2 separate regions of the Mus musculus genome follow, and region 1 is linked to region 2. The links are chromatin contacts, called in public HiChIP or PLAC-seq maps. All regions are on one chromosome and are shown on one strand. Each heading gives the region's core, a stretch centred on a gene start, on an enhancer-like site or on the middle of the called end of the contact. The rest is flanking DNA. Distances are from core to core; before and after follow the strand shown. Region 1 overlaps Mttp (microsomal triglyceride transfer protein). Region 2 has its middle 5.8 kb from the start of Lamtor3.

What was found. HiChIP or PLAC-seq counts read pairs in DNA pulled down with a chosen protein or histone mark.
Region 1: a contact with region 2 is called in an HNF4G HiChIP or PLAC-seq map of pancreatic cancer cells. The contact joins two enhancer-like sites. A contact is called at or near these places in 3 of 39 promoter capture datasets (fetal liver, liver and maxillary cranial neural crest), 6 of 115 datasets of contacts at active chromatin or transcription factors (SST interneurons, microglia, neural progenitor cells and 3 more) and 1 of 9 other capture datasets (adipose tissue).

The regions. Positions count from the first base shown.
Region 1 is chr3:138,099,615-138,105,701 of GRCm38.p6, reverse strand. Mttp (microsomal triglyceride transfer protein) reads left to right here. Exons shown (of 18, transcript NM_008642.3): 13 at 662-759; 14 at 914-1,035; 15 at 2,388-2,615. Among named protein-coding and RNA genes, the nearest start is that of Gm52617, 16 kb to the right of the region's middle. Within about 2 kb of position 1,856, at least 16 of the 459 cell types and tissues checked have an H3K27ac peak or open chromatin away from gene starts, as enhancers often do. A contact at or near this core is called in pancreatic cancer cells, where this site is marked.
Region 2 is chr3:137,909,757-137,915,724 of GRCm38.p6, reverse strand. It overlaps a transcript of Dnajb14 not described here. Among named protein-coding and RNA genes, the nearest start is that of Lamtor3, 5.8 kb to the left of the region's middle. Within about 2 kb of position 2,429, at least 7 of the 459 cell types and tissues checked have an H3K27ac peak or open chromatin away from gene starts, as enhancers often do. A contact at or near this core is called in pancreatic cancer cells, where this site is marked.

The DNA.
Region 1 (6,087 bases), core at 607-3,106, 190 kb before region 2:
AAATGCTTCTGCCTCAGAGCTAGGCCTGGTTTACTCTAGTTGACTAGTTGGGGGGTTTGAAATGTGGTAGTTGTACCATTACTGACAGATTAGTGTGAGCTCATGAGAAGTGAGAGGATCTCAATGCTAATTCCATAAACGTGACACGGGCATGAAGGAAGAGATAAAGGTTTGGAGGAGACATTTAGTTTGTTCTCTTGTGGGCCCTATTGGGCTTTTTCTGTGGTGGAAAATACATAAATAGCAATCCTAGAAGTTAGTGCTTTTGTGTTGTGTGCCAATGATGATTTTAGAAGGCAAAGAAGAAGAAGAAAAAAATGCAGGCCTCCTGTTTGGCACGGCTTTCTTAAATTTATATACAATTTCACATTACAACCATGATGATTCAAAAAACATGAGTTTTCTGCTCCCTAAGTGTCCACCTGTCAGCTGAAGTCGTCCCTTGGCTGGGCATTCTTATGCTCTATAAATGTCAGCTATTTGAGGAATGAAGGGGTGAGCCCTCACCCTGCCACTGGTGCCCAGCCAGCACGTCCTTGGGTCTCACAGTGGCATGAGGACTTTTTTTTTTTTTTAAACACCGGGGATTTGGTTGCATTCCCGATTTGATCTGGGAAACAGACATTATGGTGAATGAAAAGCCTTCTCTTCTGTGTTGCAGCAAAATGATCCGTCGAGTTCTCAAGGAGATGGCTGTTCACAATTATGACCGTTTCTCCAAGAGTGGATCCTCTTCTGCCTATACTGGCTACGTAGAACGTAGGTGACCCCTGAGGAGCTCCCCCCTGCACCCCCTTTCATCGACATTGCTGGAGCTGTGACTGAGTTCCACCCCCGAGGACCCCTGCTTTCCCGCCCCCGTGTCCTTTCGTCGCTGGGACTGTGACTGAGTTCGTGGTTCTTTTGTCATTAGGTAGCCCCCGTGCAGCGTCCACATACAGCCTTGACATCCTTTACTCTGGCTCTGGCATTCTGAGGAGAAGTAACCTGAACATCTTCCAGTACATCGGGAAGGCAGAGCTTCATGGTAGTCAGGTACCGCACGCCCAAGAGTTACTAATGAAAGAAACCTGTCTGAGTGCAGCATTATAGCATATATTTTATAGCGTACAAATTAGTTTGTAAGTTAATGGTGGTATATATATATATATACATATATATATGTAGATGTAGATAGATAGATAGATAGATAGATAGATAGATACAGCTACAGATACAGGTACAGATATATATTCTGTAGTACACACACACACACACACACACACACACACACACACACACACACACACACACAATTGAAGCTGTACCAGAATCTGCTAGTTAGACTTTCATTCAGGGCTACATCACTTCGATATCCCCAAGTATTTACATTTATGCTGTGTTTGCCCTTTTTTGCTTATCTCTACAGAGACTGATTGCACCGACAAGAAATTTCAATGTACAAAAAAGACAAAAGAATTAGCGTATATTTCTCCAATACCACTAGGAAAGAAAAGAATCAAGTATTATTAGCAGTTGAGAACTGGTTGAATTTTAGTCCTAAACGAAATGACGGTTTATCTTTACTGTCAACCATACCATCACTTTGGTGTTATGAATATCAGATTATAACATTCTAATTGAAGTTATTCAAGCCTCAACATGATCCATTGTTATGGAAACTTGGGTGCTCATCAATATGAACTCATCTTCCCATTCGATAGCACCACGGTCAGAATCCCATACCTGCCATGCCAAGGCATTTCCACCTGCTGTCTCATGTGCCCTCAGAAATGCCAAGCACACAGTGGTTAGAGCCTGGCTATGCAGGATGGAAAATAAGCAAAATTCCTTATGGGCTAGTCATCTGGGCATGAACTTCCTCATAGTGTGGCATCATTTTTGTGGTGAGGGATGAAAGTTTGACATGGAGAGGCGTGAATGTGCTCTCTGAGCACAGCTGACTGGGTGGAGTGCCCATGCCTCTCCATCTCCTGTCAGATGCTCGTGAAGATGGCAGGCCCATTGCTTGAGACAGCGTGGGGAAAGTAACTGAGCACCACCGGTGATGCCCTCCAAGAGAGGCCTGCGGTCTTTGTAGTCGCATAGCAAGGACTCAAAGCCCCACTTCTGCCACATACTAGCTAAGTGAATATTCACCTGTCCTCGCTTCTGTCTACTAAATGAATAAAATCTTCCACACATTCAAGGGTAATTGCGAAGAGTACATGGAGAAAATTCATCTCCATTATGTTAGACATAGAGGTTTAGTTTTCATTCTTGCCTAGTTGCAGAAGTTACTTGAGGTTTTGGTCCTGAAAAAGGTTTATCTGTAGCTCAGAGACCTCTCCATCACCCACGGAGCAGGGGATCTGTGACCATCAACCGTGTGTCCTTTTCTCCCCTAGGTGGTGATTGAAGCCCAAGGGCTGGAAGGCTTAATTGCAGCCACTCCTGATGAAGGAGAGGAGAACCTTGACTCTTATGCTGGCATGTCAGCCATCCTGTTTGATGTTCAGCTTAGGCCTGTCACATTTTTTAATGGATACAGTGATTTGATGTCCAAAATGCTGTCGGCATCCGGCGACCCTGTCAGCGTGGTGAAAGGGCTTATTCTGTTAATAGACCATTCTCAGGTAATTCTCTACCTTTCTCAGCCTGCAAATACTTACTGAGTTCCAGCACACACATTTTGTGTGTGTGTGTGTTTGTGTGCTCACTCGCATGTGTACATGTTGGAGCACAGTAAGCAGCCCTTGCACTGTTATGTTAGAACATGTAGAAGCCAGTGGTCAACCTTGGAAGTCTTCCACAATTGCTTTCCAGCTTATTTTTCGAGACAGTCTCTCAGTGACTCTAGAGCATGCTCAGTTAAGCTATGATGGCTGGACAGCAAGTCCCAGGAATTCTCCCGTCTCTGCCTCCCAGCACTGGGACCACAGCTGTGCACTCGGGTGCCTTGGTTTTATGTGAGTGATGGGGACTGGAATCAGGCCTCCTGCTTGTACAGCAGACGTTTTACCCAGCTTGTAAATTGTAAGCATGTCTAGAAAATACAAGTTAAAGCTTTGCGGCTCCTCGAGCTCATTCCCTACGCCTTTGGTCCTCTTGCTATTGCTGCCCTCTCCCCTTTGCTATAGGTAAGCACCATTTGCCTTCTCTGTTATTAGCTGCTTAGTAAAGAACGCCTGCAATGCAACAGAGCCGAGCTCGTATTACCTGCAAACACAGTTTTCCTGCACTGGGGAGACCGAGGTGTCTTGTCTTTTTTTACCCGGAATGCAGGACATGAGCTACCTGGCATCATTTGTGATGACAATGATTATGAAAACCAGTGTGGCGCATCATGTTGACGATGTCAAACAAGTGAGGGCCTGAATACCCGGTTGACACCAGTCTTTGTGTCATGGCCGTAGGCTCTTAGAGAAGCTTGCTCATTCAGAGAGAACACACAGACTTTCATTTCCTTGACCTTGTTCTTCAGGATTATTTTTCCAGAGCTCCTTGGTGCTAAGTCCTACAATAGTTCTTATGTGGAACGGTTTCTGTGTCTAAGATGCTGTGGGCTGTAGATGACTTGTAAGATGCTGTGGGCTGTAGGTGACTCGTCCAGCTGGATTTTCTGGGAGTCAGAGAGGCTTATTCTGTCTGAAGAGCCCTCGAGATTGAGTGCTTGATACTTAGATTTTTTTCTTTTTTTTTTTTTTTTTAATGTTGCACCTACAGGGTTTCAGATCTCTTTAGCTCCTTGGGTACTTTCTCTAGCTCCTCCATTGGGGGCCCTGTGATCCATCCAATAGTTGACTGTGAGCATCCACTTCTGTGTTTGTTAGGCCCCGGTCTACTCTCAAAAGAGACAGCTCTATCACTGTCCTTGCACCAAATGCTTGCTAGTGTATGCAATGGTGTCATCATTTGGAGGCTAATTATGGGATGGATCCCTGGATATGGCAGTCTCTTGAAGGTCCATCCTTTTGTCTCAGCTCCAAACTTTGTCTCTGTAACTCCTTCCATGGGTGATTGTTTCCAATTCTAAGAAGGGGCAAAGTGTCCACACTTTGGTCTTTGTTCTTCTTCAGTTTCATGTGTTTTGCAAATTGTGCATGTGTCCTTCTTACTGGTTGGGACATCTTCTGGATATATGCCCAGGAGAGGTATTGTGGGATCCTCCGGTAGTACTATGTCCAATTTTCTGAGGAACTGCCAGACTGATTTTCAGAATGGTTGTACAAGCTTGCAATCCCATCAACAATGGAGGAGTGTTCTTCTTTCTCCACATCCTCGCCAGCATCTGCTGTCACCTGAAGTTTTAATCTTAGCCATTCTGAGTAGTGTGCGGTGGAATCTCAGGGTTGTTTTGATTTGCATTTCCCTGATGTTTAAGGATGCTGAACATTTTTTCAGGTGCTCCTCAGCCCTTCAGTATTCCTCAGTATTTCTGGAGTCCACCTTCTTGAGTTCTTTGTATATATTGGATATTAGTCCCCTATCAGATTTAGAATTGGTAAAAATCCTTTCCCACTTTGTTGGTGGCCTTTTTGTCTTATTGACAGTATGTTTTGCCTTACAGAAGCTTTGCAATTTTATGAGGTCCCATTTGTCAATTCTTGATCTTACAGCACAAGCCATTGCTGTTCTGTTTAGGCATTTTCCCTCTGTGCCCATATCTTTGAGGCTTTTCCCCACTTTCTTCTCTATAAATTTCATTGTCTCTGGTTTTATGTGGAGGTCTTTGATCCACTTAGACTTGAGCTTTGTACAAAGAGATAAGAATGGATCTATTTGCATTGCTCTACATGATAACTGTCAGTTGTGCTAGCACCATTCGTTGAAAATGTTGTCTTTTTTTCCACTGGATGGTTTTTGCCCCCTTGTCAAAGATCAAGTGACCATAGGTGTGTGGGTTCATTTCTGGGTCTTCAATTCTATTCCATTGATCTACCTATCTGTCGCTGTACCAGCACCATGCAGTTTTTATCCCAATTGCTCTGTAGTAAAGCTTTAGGTCAAGCATGGTGATTCCACCAGAGGTTCTTTTATCCTTGAGAAGAGTTTTTGCTATCCCCTCTCGATTCTTTGGAGCTGATGTTGCACTCTGCTCATCCATGATCCTGAGGTGATTCTGAGGTCCCGCAGTGTGGAGAGTCCTCTGGGGTTCTTGTCAGCCTCCGCGGGTTCAGGTGGAAGGTGGCGGGGGCTGGCCCTGATTAGAATGGATACCAGTCTCTGGTTCTAGCATGGCTTTTAATCCCAGCATCTACAAGGCAGAGACAGGAGGATCACTGTAGGTCAAAGGCAGCCTGGCCTATATAGTTCTAGAAAAGCCAGTTCTTTATAATGAGATCCCGTCTCAACACACACACACACACACACACACACACACACACACAAACACACACACACACACACACACACAGAGACACACACACACTTAAAGCATAATAGCCCCTTAACCCCTCAAAACAGAACTCTTTTTTTTTCCTTTTTTTTTCCATTTTTATTAAGTATTTAGCTCATTTACATTTCCAATGCTATACTAAAAGTCCCCCATACCCACCCACCCCCACTCCCCTACCCACCCACTCCCCCTTTTTGGCCCTGGCGTGTTCCCCTGTACTGGGGCATATAAAGTTTGCGTGTCCAATGGGCCTCTCTTTCCAGTGATGGCCAACTAGGCCATCTTTTGATACATATGCAGCTAGAGTCAAGAGCTCCGGGGTACTGGTTAGTTCATATTGTTGTTCCACCTATAGGGTTGCAGATCCCTTTAGCTCCTTGGCTACTTTCTCTAGCTCCTCCATTGGGAGCCCTGTGATCCATCCATTAGCTGACTGTGAGCATCCACTTCTGTGTTTGCTAGGCCCCGGCATAGTCTCACAAGAGACAGCTACATCTGGGTCCTTTCGATAAAATCTTGCTAGTATATGCAATGGTGTCAGCGTTTGGATGCTGATTATGGGGTGGATCCCTGGATATGGCAGTCTCTACATGATTTTTTTCTTTATTGTGTTGATGCATGCCCCGCCTTAGCGGGATGATATTAAAAGTGGAATGTTACTGGGTAACGTCTTATGGGGCATTGGTATTACTCTAATTCATATTATTATA
Region 2 (5,968 bases), core at 1,180-3,679:
TTAAAGTAAGAGCCCACCAATGGAAGCCCTGCTCTGTGCAAACAGTATGGTACTTATTAAACAATCACACATCTGAGGTATTAGCTGGAAAAAAATATATACATTGATATATATATATATACACTTAGACATGGACACATCCAGAGAATATTCACAAGTCTATTGGCCCCTACACCAGCAGAAGATCAAATGAAAAAGAACTGCGTAATAGGAAAAAGTTACACAGAGGGCATTTACAAAAGTGTGGTTACAGAATCCTTAATATAAGGAGCATGTTTGAATAATTGCCTTGAGGAAAATAATGTTTCCATTTATAGGAAAGTGTCTGTCTTATTGAAATGAAACCATAGGGGGAGCCTGGATTTAGGACTGTGGTGCCTACAGATTATTAAAGGTTTGAAAAAAAATTGCTTGAATCACCTGGGTCTATTTATTTTTTGTTTTTATTTTTTATTGTCTTTGAGACAGAGTCTTACAAGGTACCCCAGCTAGCCTCAAATCCATGTGTCTGCCTCCCTTGGTCTCCCGCGTGTTGGGACTACATGTATGAGCTGCCATGCCTGACTGATATTTGCCATGGATACCTGGATGGGAGAGGTGGGAATGTGGAGGTTGTTGTCTGGTTATTCTTTTACTTTCAATGGTTTACAGAGAATTGTAAGGATTTTTAACTATTCTGATATGGCTACTAGAAAGGGGGTTGTAACTATTCCATGATTAAAATTCAGGCTGCTCATTTTCATACATTTTTTCTATATAAATAATAAAAAGTGCTCTGGGTTTCCTCTCAGTTTTCTTCACTCAATAGAAAGATGGATAGCAAAATATCCAGAACTAAAACCAAGCTTTGTGTGGAGAAGCTAAATAAAGACATTCATTCCTCTTTAACCATGTTGTCCTTTGTTTAAATACTTGGATAATTGAGATGATGGCTCATTTGGCTTTCTGGTCAACCAAGAAACATTTCACTGCTTAAAAAGTGGGAGCTGTTTATTTAATTTTTTTTTTTTTTTTCAATATTTCCAGTTGAGCTGCTTTTCTTTTCTTTTTTTTTTTTTTTTTTTTTTTTTTTTTAAAGATTTATTTATTTATTATATGTAAGTACACTGTAGCTGTCTTCAGACACTCCAGAAGAGGGCATCAGATCTCATTACGGGTGGTTGTGAGCCACCATGTGGTTGCTGGGATTTGAACTTTGGACCTTCGGAAGAGCAGTCGGGTGCTCTTACCCACTGAGCCATCTCACCAGCCCTGTTTATTTAATTTTTAATGAAGTATCTGAAAATACAGTAACAACCATATCATGTTTTAAGTACTTGTATTTCTAATATTATTGATAAAGATTTCCTTTTTATTTTACATATCAGTGTAAAAGGTTTAACACCAAGAAAAATTAAGCATAAAAGTGCATTTGAAGTTAAGGGCTGCATTCCACATTCCTGTTCTTGTGAAGACCTGACCTGACACAAAACAGTATTTTTTTTTTTTTAAAGATTTATTTATTTATTATATGTAAGTACATTGTAGCTGTCTTCAGACACTCCAGAAGAGGGAATCAGATCTCGTTACAGATGGTTGTGAGCCACCATGTGGTTGCTGGGATTTGAACTCTGGACCTTCGGAAGAGCAGTCGGGTGCTCTTACCCACTGAGCCATCTCACCAGCCCACAAAACAGTATTTTAATGCACTGGTATACACACACACACACACACACACACACACACACACACCTCTAATACCTTCAATTTTCTGACCAATTATTAAACATGATTATGGAATGGAAGCAGGTCTCAAATGTTATTTTCATTTGTTAGATTAAAAACCTGAGATTTCTCAGCATTCTATTAACCTATCTGGTTTAAAAAAAATGACTTAGAGATGACTAGATAACTAATACCAGTGCATTCAGGAAGAAGGGAAATGAAAGGAGATGATGTGCTATTTCCATTCCTTCCTCTGTGTGTGTACACGCGTGTGTTGTGTTTATGTATAAAGAGATAAAATTACTAGTAAGTATACCTACTGTTTCCAAACTTACAAAAGAAAAAAATATAAACTTAATTAATATGCAAAGGAAAAGAGCTACTGGGTAAAGATAAAAGTGGTCGAAGGAAATCACGAAACTCCATGTAGCTAAAAATAAGACAGGAAGATATTAGGATTTTTATTATAAGAATAACCAGCAAGTACAACAATCTTTCGGCTCCAGCCACATAAATACACATAAAATTAAATTCAAAGATATAACTGGTCCTTTCCACAAGACAGGAAGCACAAAGGACTCAGTGATTACTGACGAAATTTCTATGTAGTTTAAGATCCTGCACTCAGCCAACATCTCTCATGGCTACTCCCAAGTACTGTTTACTCTAACCCACACATGGTATAAACATGATGGGTGCAGCAACAAACCTCAAGCTTAATACTGTACAAAGTCCTGTGTGACTTCATGCTGTGCTAACTTCTCTCAACCTGATAACCTGACCCACCCTCTCTATCCCACTAAAACTGGAAAAGTACACCAACAATTTCTACACGTTTTCTGACAGCTAAGAGCCTTCACAGTTCATTAGAGTGCTACATTTTAAAGTGACTTATTCTACAGGCTCAAGAAATATCTCACATCTTCTGACATGTGCTCATGTTTACAACCCGTACTGACAAAACAGTACAGAGATTAGCATGACCCATGTACAAGGATGACACAAAAAATTCAATAAGCTTCTATATTGTTCAATTCAATGAACGAAAGGCAAATAGAAATTAAAAACAGACACAGCGAACTACTTGAAGGAAAAGAGGGAAAGTGGGAAATGAGGCCAGTGCACATCAACACTATCAAATGTAAACCGTGGGGGCCACAGGCCACATTGAAGAGGAGACAGAACTTTGCAACTTCAAATCTCCATTAAAATAAAAAGACAACAAACTGCCTGTTATGTTTTGGGCCCATAGGTGAATGCTACAGTCAGCTTTTGTCAAAGAAACTCCTCCTCCTCCTTCTTTTAAGTGGGCAGAAGTAACTAGAGCTTAAAACAGTCATAGTAAGAAGACATGACCACTAAGTGCTCAGTCTAAGTGGGACTTCTAACAGTACCCACTTCAAGGATCTAAGAACATTATGGAACAGTGGGGGTAAATGATGTAAGAAGAGTGAAGTGTCTGTGGAACACTGTTTCCTGGCCATGCCACAGTCATCAGCCTTTGTGACTCTGCACAAGGTCTCTATAAGATGGAGCCTGTCCACATCCTGCCCTGAACGGGAAGGGGCTCATGAGCCCTCTCCCCCAGCCCTCCCTGATGATCTATGGCAGTTAGTGGTTGATGAGAGGAGATACACTTTCTTCAGGGTTGCAGGCACTGGTGCCTATGTTCCTGTAAATAACCCTGACCTATGTCCCTACATTCAACCATAGTAAAAAGTCTTTGGGTTATCATCATCATCACCACCACTATCATCATCATCAACAACAATATCATCATCACCATCACCCTCAACTACAACAAGAAGACTTGAAAAGAGAAGAGGGACGGACTGGGAAGAGGAAGCGAACGAGTGAAGTAGGAGGGGAACAGGAAAGCGTCACAGGGGTGAAGATGACAAAATGTATTATATGCGCGTATGAAAATGTCACGATGAAACCCACTGCCCTATATAATTAATGTGTGCTAATAAAACACATTTAAAAATAGAAGAGAAGAAAATGAAAAAAATGGCACGTAGTCACCAGGGAGAAAGAGCTATATTTTTATAGTGAAGAGCAAAAGTCTGTCTGAAGTTAGAAGCCACACAGCAATCTGCGGGGTGGTGAGATGGCTCAGTGGTAAAACACTTCCTGCGTAAGTCTGACAACTTGAGTTCAATCCACAGAACTGAACAAGGTATAAAAAGAGAACTAATGCCTGCAAGGTGTTCTCTGACCTCTACATGTGCTTCATGGCACATGCACGCGCGCGCGCGCGCGCACACGCACACACACACACACACACACACACACACACACGCACGCACGCACTACAAACATAAGAATAAATAAAATAAAACCATTTCGAACAGTTGCAAGAATTGCAGGAATGGCTGAGCAACTGAATCGCAGAACCTTGAGGTTAAATGACCTGGGTTAAAGGCCATGCTCAAAGAGCAAGAGGAAGAGCTAAGCCAGTGGAGAGGACCCCAGCCATCCCGGCTGCGGATGAAGGGAAACCATGGAGAGTTGCCGAGTTGAAGCAGACTGTACAAAGCAGCATTCTTTACACCTACAGTTGAAAAACCAAGACCTAAATGAAGTGCACTGGACTTGAGAAGCTCTTCTTGAGAAGAAGAGCAAAGGACTTAGGTGAGCAAGAAACTGGAGAATTTAGTTGCCACAGACCCTTAAAAACTAGAGAATTAGAAATACGTATTTCAATGGGTAGGTTAAACATGAGATCCACGATCTGAATGGCAAATAGAAACTTATGTGTTCCTATGAATGAAAATAGTATTACCAGGTGTGGGAGCCAATAAACCCAGCATGGGTGGGGGTGGGGAGTCGGGGTAGGATGGAGGGCAAGCCAATCGCTGTGAGATCCAGGCCAGCCAGGTCTCCATTGAGAGTTGGAGCCAGCCAGAGCTACACAGTGAGACCCTGGACTCAATATTAAAACAATGATGACAACAAAGATACCATGAGCACACACTAAAACCACCATAGAAGCAGCATGTCGGTCTCCTGGAGGACCAGAGGATACTAGGAGAAGCTCCAAGCCTCATCATCTTGTACCAGGGAACATGATCAGCAGGTGACGAAGATACAAACAAATCAAAAGAAGAATACTGGCTTGATGGGATTCAGAAATCTGCAAAGTGGACAGTGAAATGACAGTTGAGGGAGGAGATTCTAATGACAGAGTTGAAAACCACAACGAGCTGTGTTCAGAGGCACGCAACCTTAGGAAAACCATTTACATGGACTAAGCAGCACTGCTTTAGGCTAACGGTTAGACAGGAAGTTTGCTGAAGGAAGCACAACAGATCAGAAGGCTCTGAGAATGAGGCCAGGAGTGCCCCGGACCTGTGAGCGTGACGCTAATGTGAAACTCAGCCGCAGGTTTATTCTAAGCAAAGAGCAGTGATTTTACATCGAGCCCTCCACCCTTGTGAAAGCACACAACAGAACCTGTGCTAGAGGCAGCCAAAAGTGACAGACACCGTGGAGAGGAAGGAAGTCCCTGCTGTGGAACGTGGTCCTTTGAAGTTATTCCTCTCAAGATTCTACTTTAGGGAGTAACAAAAATATGTAAATTGTCAGGGAAAGGTTTTCACTAAAGTTGAGTAGATATATAGCATTTTAAAAGTTTCGCATGATGTATTATGTGAAAAATTAAAGTGAACTTTTAGGTTCTTTGTAGCTCTCCTAGTTCTAAAGGTCATGTTTCCAGAAGGATGGTTGAGTTCTCCAGACCCCAAGGGCAATGTGTATAATTCAACCCACTATTATAATCAGGTTTTTCTACTGAAGAGTCTGATGGCAGAACGCAAGAGACCGCTTGAGTTCAACAGATGACACAAATCAATAATATTTAGGGAAAAATCCTTAAGCAAAGGCACAAAGCCACTCTGTCTGACATTCTTATTTTTAAGCAAGGGGTTGGGGACAGGAGATATGAAAAAAAATACCAAAAACATTTTGTAATTCTTTAACTGTATGAAGCAAAACCCTTAAGCCAATACTATCATTAAACATACAAGACCAGAAATTACATCAAACTCAATGAGCAGCAAAGCTTCAAGTCCCCGCTGTATTTTCCCACTTTACATTACAGATTTCGCTACAAAGAGCTTATTCTAAAGACCTGATGAGTGGCCTGGTTGGTGGAGCGCAGCATGCTCTAATAGCTTGCTGTCAATCACCGCTCTAGCTGCTTGCTGTCAATCACCACTCTAGCTGCTTGCTGTCAATCACCACTCTAGCAGCTTGCTGTCAA